2 separate regions of the Mus musculus genome follow, and region 1 is linked to region 2. A link is a contact called in public Micro-C data. All regions are on one chromosome and are shown on one strand. The core of a region is the stretch at or near the end of the contact, and the rest is flanking DNA. Distances in the headings are between cores, read along the strand shown. Region 1 overlaps Etv6 (ets variant 6). Region 2 has its middle 68 kb from the start of Gm46977.

What was found. Hi-C and Micro-C count contacts between places; a contact is called where the count stands out from the background.
Region 1: a contact with region 2 is called in a Micro-C map of the G1E-ER4 cell line. The contact joins two enhancer-like sites. A contact is called at or near these places in 7 of 484 Hi-C or Micro-C datasets (the G1E-ER4 cell line, bone marrow-derived dendritic cells, embryonic fibroblasts and 3 more), 5 of 115 datasets of contacts at active chromatin or transcription factors (Th2 cells, embryonic stem cells and microglia) and 1 of 9 other capture datasets (embryonic stem cells).

What each region holds. Positions count from the first base shown.
Region 1 is chr6:134,115,869-134,119,648 of GRCm38.p6, reverse strand. The region is part of intron 1 of Etv6 (ets variant 6); the gene reads right to left. Among named protein-coding and RNA genes, the nearest start is that of Gm46978, 6.7 kb to the right of the region's middle. Within about 2 kb of position 1,823, at least 11 of the 459 cell types and tissues checked have an H3K27ac peak or open chromatin away from gene starts, as enhancers often do. A contact at or near this core is called in the G1E-ER4 cell line, where this site is marked.
Region 2 is chr6:133,966,002-133,969,620 of GRCm38.p6, reverse strand. No RefSeq gene overlaps it. Among named protein-coding and RNA genes, the nearest start is that of Gm46977, 68 kb to the left of the region's middle. Within about 2 kb of position 2,155, at least 7 of the 459 cell types and tissues checked have an H3K27ac peak or open chromatin away from gene starts, as enhancers often do. A contact at or near this core is called in the G1E-ER4 cell line, where this site is marked.

The DNA.
Region 1 (3,780 bases), core at 574-3,073, 150 kb before region 2:
CTCTTTGAAAACTTTGAAAATTAGTTACATATGCCAATGATATTCTCCCTCTCCCTCTCCCTCTCACACACACACACATACACACACCAGACACACACAAACTCTGCCACCCTCTAGGATCATCTCAGAAGAAAGAGGGAGTGGACAGACTGTTAAGAGCCAGAGAAAGAGGGAGTGGACAGACTGTTAAGAGCCAGAAGTAAAGAAGAAGTTTGGCCAGGACAAGAGAAGAAAGGCCCATGCACAGACTCACAGCAGTTCTGCCCACACAGGCCCCGAGTGCAGTATCAAGGCAGTCAACATTCCAGCATGGAAGGGAGAGGAGCTGATGAGGCCCCACCCCTAGCAGAGAAGCAGTTGATGGCTTCTGGAGGAGGGGAAGTCAGGGCTGGCTTTGTTTTTAACAGATGCTTCAGTGGAAGGCCGAAGCCCGGGAGTAAGTGGGCAGCAGGAAGAGGACTCAAAAGATGCCGGGAAGGTGGTGGCTTATCTTGGAAGTAATTGGGAGAAGAGTGGGAGGAAATACGATAAAAATAAAAATACAGAAAATGAAGTTTTCAAAGAATATGTTTTGTCAAAGTTAAAGATGCGTGTGTGTGTGTTTGTGTGTGTGTGTGTGTGTGTGTGTGTGTGTCTGTGTGTGTGTCTGTGTGTGTCTCTGTGTGTGTGTCTGTGTGTGTGTGCGTGCATTTGTGTAGGGACACGTGATTGTACATACAAATGGAGGAGGGAGGTTCTCACTGGTTTCTCTCCTCAAGTGTTCCTCCACATATGGGGTGGTGGCAGGTGGGCTCACCAATTTGGCTTAATAGCTAGCTAACAAGTTCCAGAGATCCCCCTGCCTCCACCTCTGCCTCCCCAGCACTGGGTTTTAGGTACTGCTGCCACGCCTGGCTTGGGGCTTTTACGTTGGGTTCTGAGGATCCTCATACTTGGCCAGGAAACATTTCACCAGTGGGGCATCCCCCAGCCCCCACCTCTCAAACACTTACTAATAATGGTTTACTTCTGCCTTACTCCGAAATAGCACCAAGTCTGCCTAGTCGGATTTGACATTAGTGATAGCAGGCATTTCTAATGCTTTAAAATCCCAGCTCCAGGATCAAAACGGACCACAATGCTACTTTCCAGTGTAATCTTCCTCTCTCAGATCAGCTAACAATGTGGAGGCACTGAGCAAGGCTGTATTGATTACAGTCTCTGAGCACGATACCTGACAGACTGCAGATAATTCATAATTATTGGGCCAGCGAGTGAGAAAATGACTTGAAGACCTTGATAAATGATTTTTCTTTGATTCAATGACTATGCATTTGGCCCCACTATTTGCTGAGACTAGGAAAATGGACAAGGGAAAAAAAGTCAATATTGTTTAAGGACATATAGTAAGAATCCTTTAAAGTAAAGAATAATGAAAATATCATCAAAAATCAGCTTTTGTCTGACGAGTACAAATATTTTATTTAAACATCCCAGCTACCAGTTAAGTATGATTCGTTGGGGTGGGGGCTGGGGAGCAATAGGAGTTTGGTGGGGGGATTCGGGTTTTTTTGTTTGTTTGATTTTTGTTTTTGTATAGGATTTCATGTAGTCCAGGCTGGCCTCTTAACTTGCTAAGAAGACAAGGATGGCGTGGACTCCTGATTCTCTTATCTCTCCTCTCAGGTTGTTAGGTTACAGGCATGTGTCACAATATTCAGCCAAATGTGATAACTCATTACCACTTTAAAGACTTGGGATTCAGCAACAGTTTATATGGTGTTAACAATAACAAGCTAGTCATGGAACCTCTAGCATACCAACAGCAAAGGTCAAGGCTTTGGGTTACACTGAGAAACAACTGTATATAAATCAGATGATGTGATGACTTCTCAAGGTGACAGCTTCTGACACTCTGAAGCGCACGCTGGCCTTATCTCACACTCCTCAAGAAGCCACTTGTGGTGACTGATCCCACTCCTGATAAAGCCATAAAAGTTCTCCCAACACCATCTCCCGGTCCCAGCTCTCCCCAGACATCAGGAAGCAAAAGAATCAGTCAGAGGTCCACGATCTACTGTGAGAACAGTGGGGAGACTGGACTGTGGCGGAGGCTACTCGCTGCTGGGTGCTGGTGGCCTGCAGATGCCCTCGAAGGCTGGCAGATCACCTACGAGATGACCTTGGTAGGTACCCACAGAGTGAAAGAAAGAAGACGGCTAGGATGCGATGCAGGAGCTGATGTCACCGAGCAGCGCCGCCTTGCCACTTTGGGCACAGGTCCTATAAAGTCGGCAGCACATTTTGCTCAATAATTCTTACACAGAAGAAAGGCACCTCTCAAGTTTCATTTCAGTTCCTGGGAAATACCCAGGCATTATAATAAAGTCTCGCTCTGGCATTTACTGCAGGATTCTAACATGGTCATTTCTGAGATGTCATGGGGAGGGCGGGCAGGGGACTATGTGAGGTTGTTATCTGTCTGTTGAAGAGCTTACGTCACTTTCAAGCCCTCAGGAAAAAAAATCATGTTTTTAAGCATGGGGAGGGGGATAAAAACAGAAATCAAAAGACCCAGTTCCTATAGAGACACAGCAATAAGAGAAGCAGCTTCGACCAGGTCTGACTGAGTGTCCTGGTGTGATGAGCTGACCATCTCTCTGAACTGGGCAGATGCTCAAGGAAGGGTAATTCCAGGTCATTTCTAGAGTACCATTACCACGCATACTCCAAACAAAAGGGAAATACGCATTTGCCTCTTTTAATTAATGTGATAGTGGCTACAGAGAAAAGGTCAGCTGAGCTGCAGGACAGGCGGTGTCCTGAAGTCAGCTACAACCATCGGTATTGCAGTCACCTATCAGGGCCAGCTTCACCTGCATTTATAGATCAACTCTCCAGCATCACTAAGCACGGTGTGTGTGTGTGTGTGTGTGTGTGTGTGTGTGTGTGTGTGTGTGTGTATTCAGCGTGTATGCATATATGTATGCCTCTGTGTGCGTACGTGTACACACACACACCCCACATATATATGCACACACAGAGAGACACACGTAGGTAGGGAAGGGGCCTATATTGCTACTATCATACACATCATTTCATTGCCTACATTGAGGTTGCTGGATCTCTGCTAAAGATATCTATTTCCCAGTTGTTTTTATGCCATCCAGCACAGCCTAATAGACGTCAGGAGGAAGCCTAGTGCAGTCCTCCAGAAGTGCCCGCATCTCTTGCTGTGCTCTCTCCCACTGGTTGCCTACATCTTTTTTTTCCTGCCACCTGTGATGGTAAAGAGGATAAAGGATAGAAACAAGAAGAAACACTTGTCGTCTTGAGCAGCAGGCCAGGGGAAAATGAAGCAGTAAATGGATGGGGCACCTTCCATGGGCCAGGCATTTAAGATACCCTTTGTTTTACAAAGGCAGTGAATCACGATGAAGTTAAAGAACTTGCCTTGCCAGCCAGAGAGATGGCTCAGCAGTTAAGAGCATTGACTGCTGATTGCACTTCCAGATGAACCAGGCTCAGTTCTCAGCACCCACATGGCAGCTAACAGACACACACACACACACACACACACACACACACACACACACACACACACACATCCCCCCAGTCCAGGGCCTCCACAGGAACCAGGCACACAGGTGGTACAAAGGTAATACATGCAGACAAAATACCTATACATATAAAATTTTCTAAAAAAAAATTTCTAAATAGTTTGTCTTCCAACGTTGCACAAGTAATGCTAGAATTTTAAGCAAAGTAGGCCAGCTTCTGTATTTTTCTCCTCAAACTAAG
Region 2 (3,619 bases), core at 906-3,405:
ACCCTTGACCTTTCTCGGTGTCTGGCTGAACTGAACTGGGCCTCTTTAGACTCTTATTTTCATAAGTTCTTTTATGGTTTTAGAAGGATGCCAAGTTTGTTTAGCCACTATACCTGTTCTTCATGCAGCTTCCCATTAGATCGGAAGGTGTAAAGTTTAGTTCTGAGAAGAGGTGTGGTGGTCATGCACCGGTCTTAAAGATTCTACAAGGCTGACGGCCAACTGACTAAGTTTCTAGATTATGGAGAATTAAATGTGTAGTTAGTTAGTGAGTCCGGAACTCTGGATTCTCCTGCCTCAGCCTCCTAAATTCTGGGATTATAGACATCATTTGCCACCATGCTTGGCCCAAAATACTCCTGTCAGATGGCATGCCACCAGTAAACCCTGAAATTAAAGTTGAATTAATGGGGAGCTCACTCTTTTTGCACATAAACTGTATATTATTTCTCTGCTCTCAAAGACTAGTAATAGAAACCATTTGTCTAAACCTAATGCTAACACATTGCTTGTTAATGAGTCTACAACCAGACATCCACTATATCTTCTTACATTTGCACAACGTGTTGTAGAATATCACATACTATCATACACTTTCCTATTTAATCCTTAATAAAACTTTACCATTTTTCACATGAAGCCATGTCTGAGAGAAGTGGAGTCAAGGCCACAGGGAACAGAATCACAGAGGGATTCAGGAATTCACTCAGAACCTGCACAAGAGAGACACAATTCAAACTCGGGTTGCTCTGAGTCTGACGAAATTCCCCACCCCACACCCCATTGCTCGGTTCTGTGTTGGATCAGTTGTCTATATAGTCTTTGGCTCTGCAGCTCTCTTAAACATCTGCCCAATGCCCTTGGCCAATTAAGTTCATAATCCAGTTGATCAGGTTTGTTTCAATCCTTAACTATGCTATCCTAGCGAAACTGGAGCCAGCTGAATGACTCTGCCTCACTGAAAAACCAGGAGTCAGTGGTTGAAGATGATCTACTCACACTCAGGCTATAAACACCTAGAGCCGAAGGCTTTAAATGCCCAGCTTATGAAAATTGTATAGGGACTTAGTTTCAGTTAAATGACTTAAATTATTCATTCTCTAGACTTAAAATTACACCAATCCTTTCGAAGCAATGCTTTATTCTTACTGATTTTCAATGAAAGCAAGCTCAATTTAGAAAAATATTAAGTACCTACTATGTGAACAGTATGGTTCTTCCCTCCCCACCCCTTTTTGTTCACCTGTAAGTAAATCTTTATTTCTTTTGGGTTTCTTTTTAAATTTCCTTAACTTGTAGTCATTCAACCTCATTCTCTCCTGTCTCCTGGGCTGCCTTCCTCCCTATTGCAGGAAAGTCAGTATCCAAGCTGGGCTTTCTTCCTGTGTAGATTCTCCCCTCAGGTTGAAGCTGCTTAGAGTTCAGGACTCATTTATTTGTACTGTTACAAACTACATGATTTGGGGAAGGAGAGAAACTCCATTGAGAATTTGATCTAGAGAGAGGAGCTGATGCTGTCAGGTGCCCCACTTTGATGGCAACAGATAAAATGACTCAGGCTGGCTCAGGCACAGTCACACACCAGAGAGGAGACAACTGCTGACTTGGCCAAAGGCTGTAAATAAAAGCTGACTTAGTATTGTCACCTATAATTACAACTAAGTCACAGCTTGCATTCCGATGGTCTTTAAGAAAGAGAGAAAGGGGGAGTGACAGAAGCAACAGAGGAAGGCAGAAGGGAGAGGGGGAGAGAAAGGAGGAAGAAAGAAGGGAGGGAGAGAGGAAGAAAGGATGGAAGGATGAAAAATGGAGATAGGCAGGGAGGAAGAAGAAAAGCAGAAAAAGAACGACATGAGGGATAGGAAAGGAACAGAGCTAGATTGGAAGAGATTTTTGTTGCCTAATGAAGTAGACTCAGAGATTCAGTGCCTTACAGAATTTATGTTCATCGGGGACTCATCTAAGAGGAGCGCCATGAGAATTTCAGACTAGAAAACCTGATAAGCACATAAATTCTCATAATAGGTGAATCACAAATTCCACAGGAAACATTGAGTTTGATGTTGGATTACATTTGCAGACAATTAAGAGGTGAAACCAAGTGTCTTTGCAAACCCACATGCCACATCTAGATCAATTTAGCAGCTGTTTGGTGAAAACATGCCAGGTCATGCTTGTTATCAGGGTGTAGCACAGAAGAGTTCCGGGCCTCAAGGAACTCTATGACCCAAAAGAAAAGTGACTTTTCTAAAAGTATTTACTAAGAAATGGGTTTTTTTTTCTGTTTTTTGTTTTTTGTTTTTTTCTGGGTATGTGTGTGTGTGGACATATGAAGTACCAAGGATGCAGAGAAAAGGCTGCTCTGGCTTGTTTAAAAGGCTTTTAAGTTTATGGGAAGGGTGGCATTTTCCCACTAATTTACTTATTTATTCACTTTACATCTTGACTGTAGCCCCTCCTGTTCACACAGTGGCTCTCACACACCCCTCCCCTTCTCCTTTGAGAAGAGGGCACCCCCCCTACTACTACACATCACACTACTCTGATACATCAAGTCACACAAGATTAGGTACATCTTCTCTAACTGAATCCAGACAAAGCAGCAGTTAGGAAAATGGGATCCACAGACAGGCAATAGCTTTAGGGACAGCCCTTTGCTCCAGTTGTTGGGGGGGGGGGGACCCACATGAAGACTGAGCTGCACATCTGCTACATATGTGTGGGGTCCTAGGTTCAGCCCGCTTATGCTTCGTTGGTGGTTCATTCTCTGAATGCCCCCAAAGGTCCAGGTTAGTTGACTCTGTTGGTCATCCTGTGGAGTTCTTATCTCCTTTGGGTCCCTCAATCCTTCCCCCAATTCTTCCACAAGATTCTCTGAGCTCCATTCAATGTTTGGCTGTGGGTTTTTGCATCTGTTTTAGTCAGGGATGAGGGGCTATCAGAGGATAGGTACACTAGGCTCCAGTCTGCAAGCATAACAGAGTACCATTTATCATGTCAGGGATTGGTTCTTGCCCATGGAATGATTTTCAAGTTGGGCTTGTCATTGGTTGGCTATCCCCCTTAGTCTCTGTTCCATCTTTGACCCTGAATTTCTTATAGGCAGGACAACTTTGGGTTGTCGGTTTTGTGGATAGGTTGGTATACTTATCCCTCCACTGGGGATCCAGCCTGGCTACAGGAGGTGGACATATCCCCCACTGCTAGGAATCTCAGCTAAGGTCACCTCCATAGACTCCCAGAAGCCTCCCCCATTCCAGGACTCTGGCATCCCCTGCTAGCCCATGATTTCCATTTATTCTCCTGGCCTTCCTTATTTCTTTTGACGCCTGATCACTATTTGTGGATGATATGATAGTATACATAAGTGACCCTCAAAATTCTACCAGACAACTTCTATAGCTGATAAACACCTTCAGTAATGTGGCTGGATACAAAATTACCTAAAAAAAAAAAAATCAGTAGCCCTAATATATACAAACAATAAACAGGCTGAGAAAGAAATTAAGGAAACAACACTGTTCACAATAGCCACAAATAATCTAAAATATCATGATATAACAATTACCAAGCAAGTGAAAGACCTATATGACAAGAACTTCAAGTCCCTGAAAGAAAA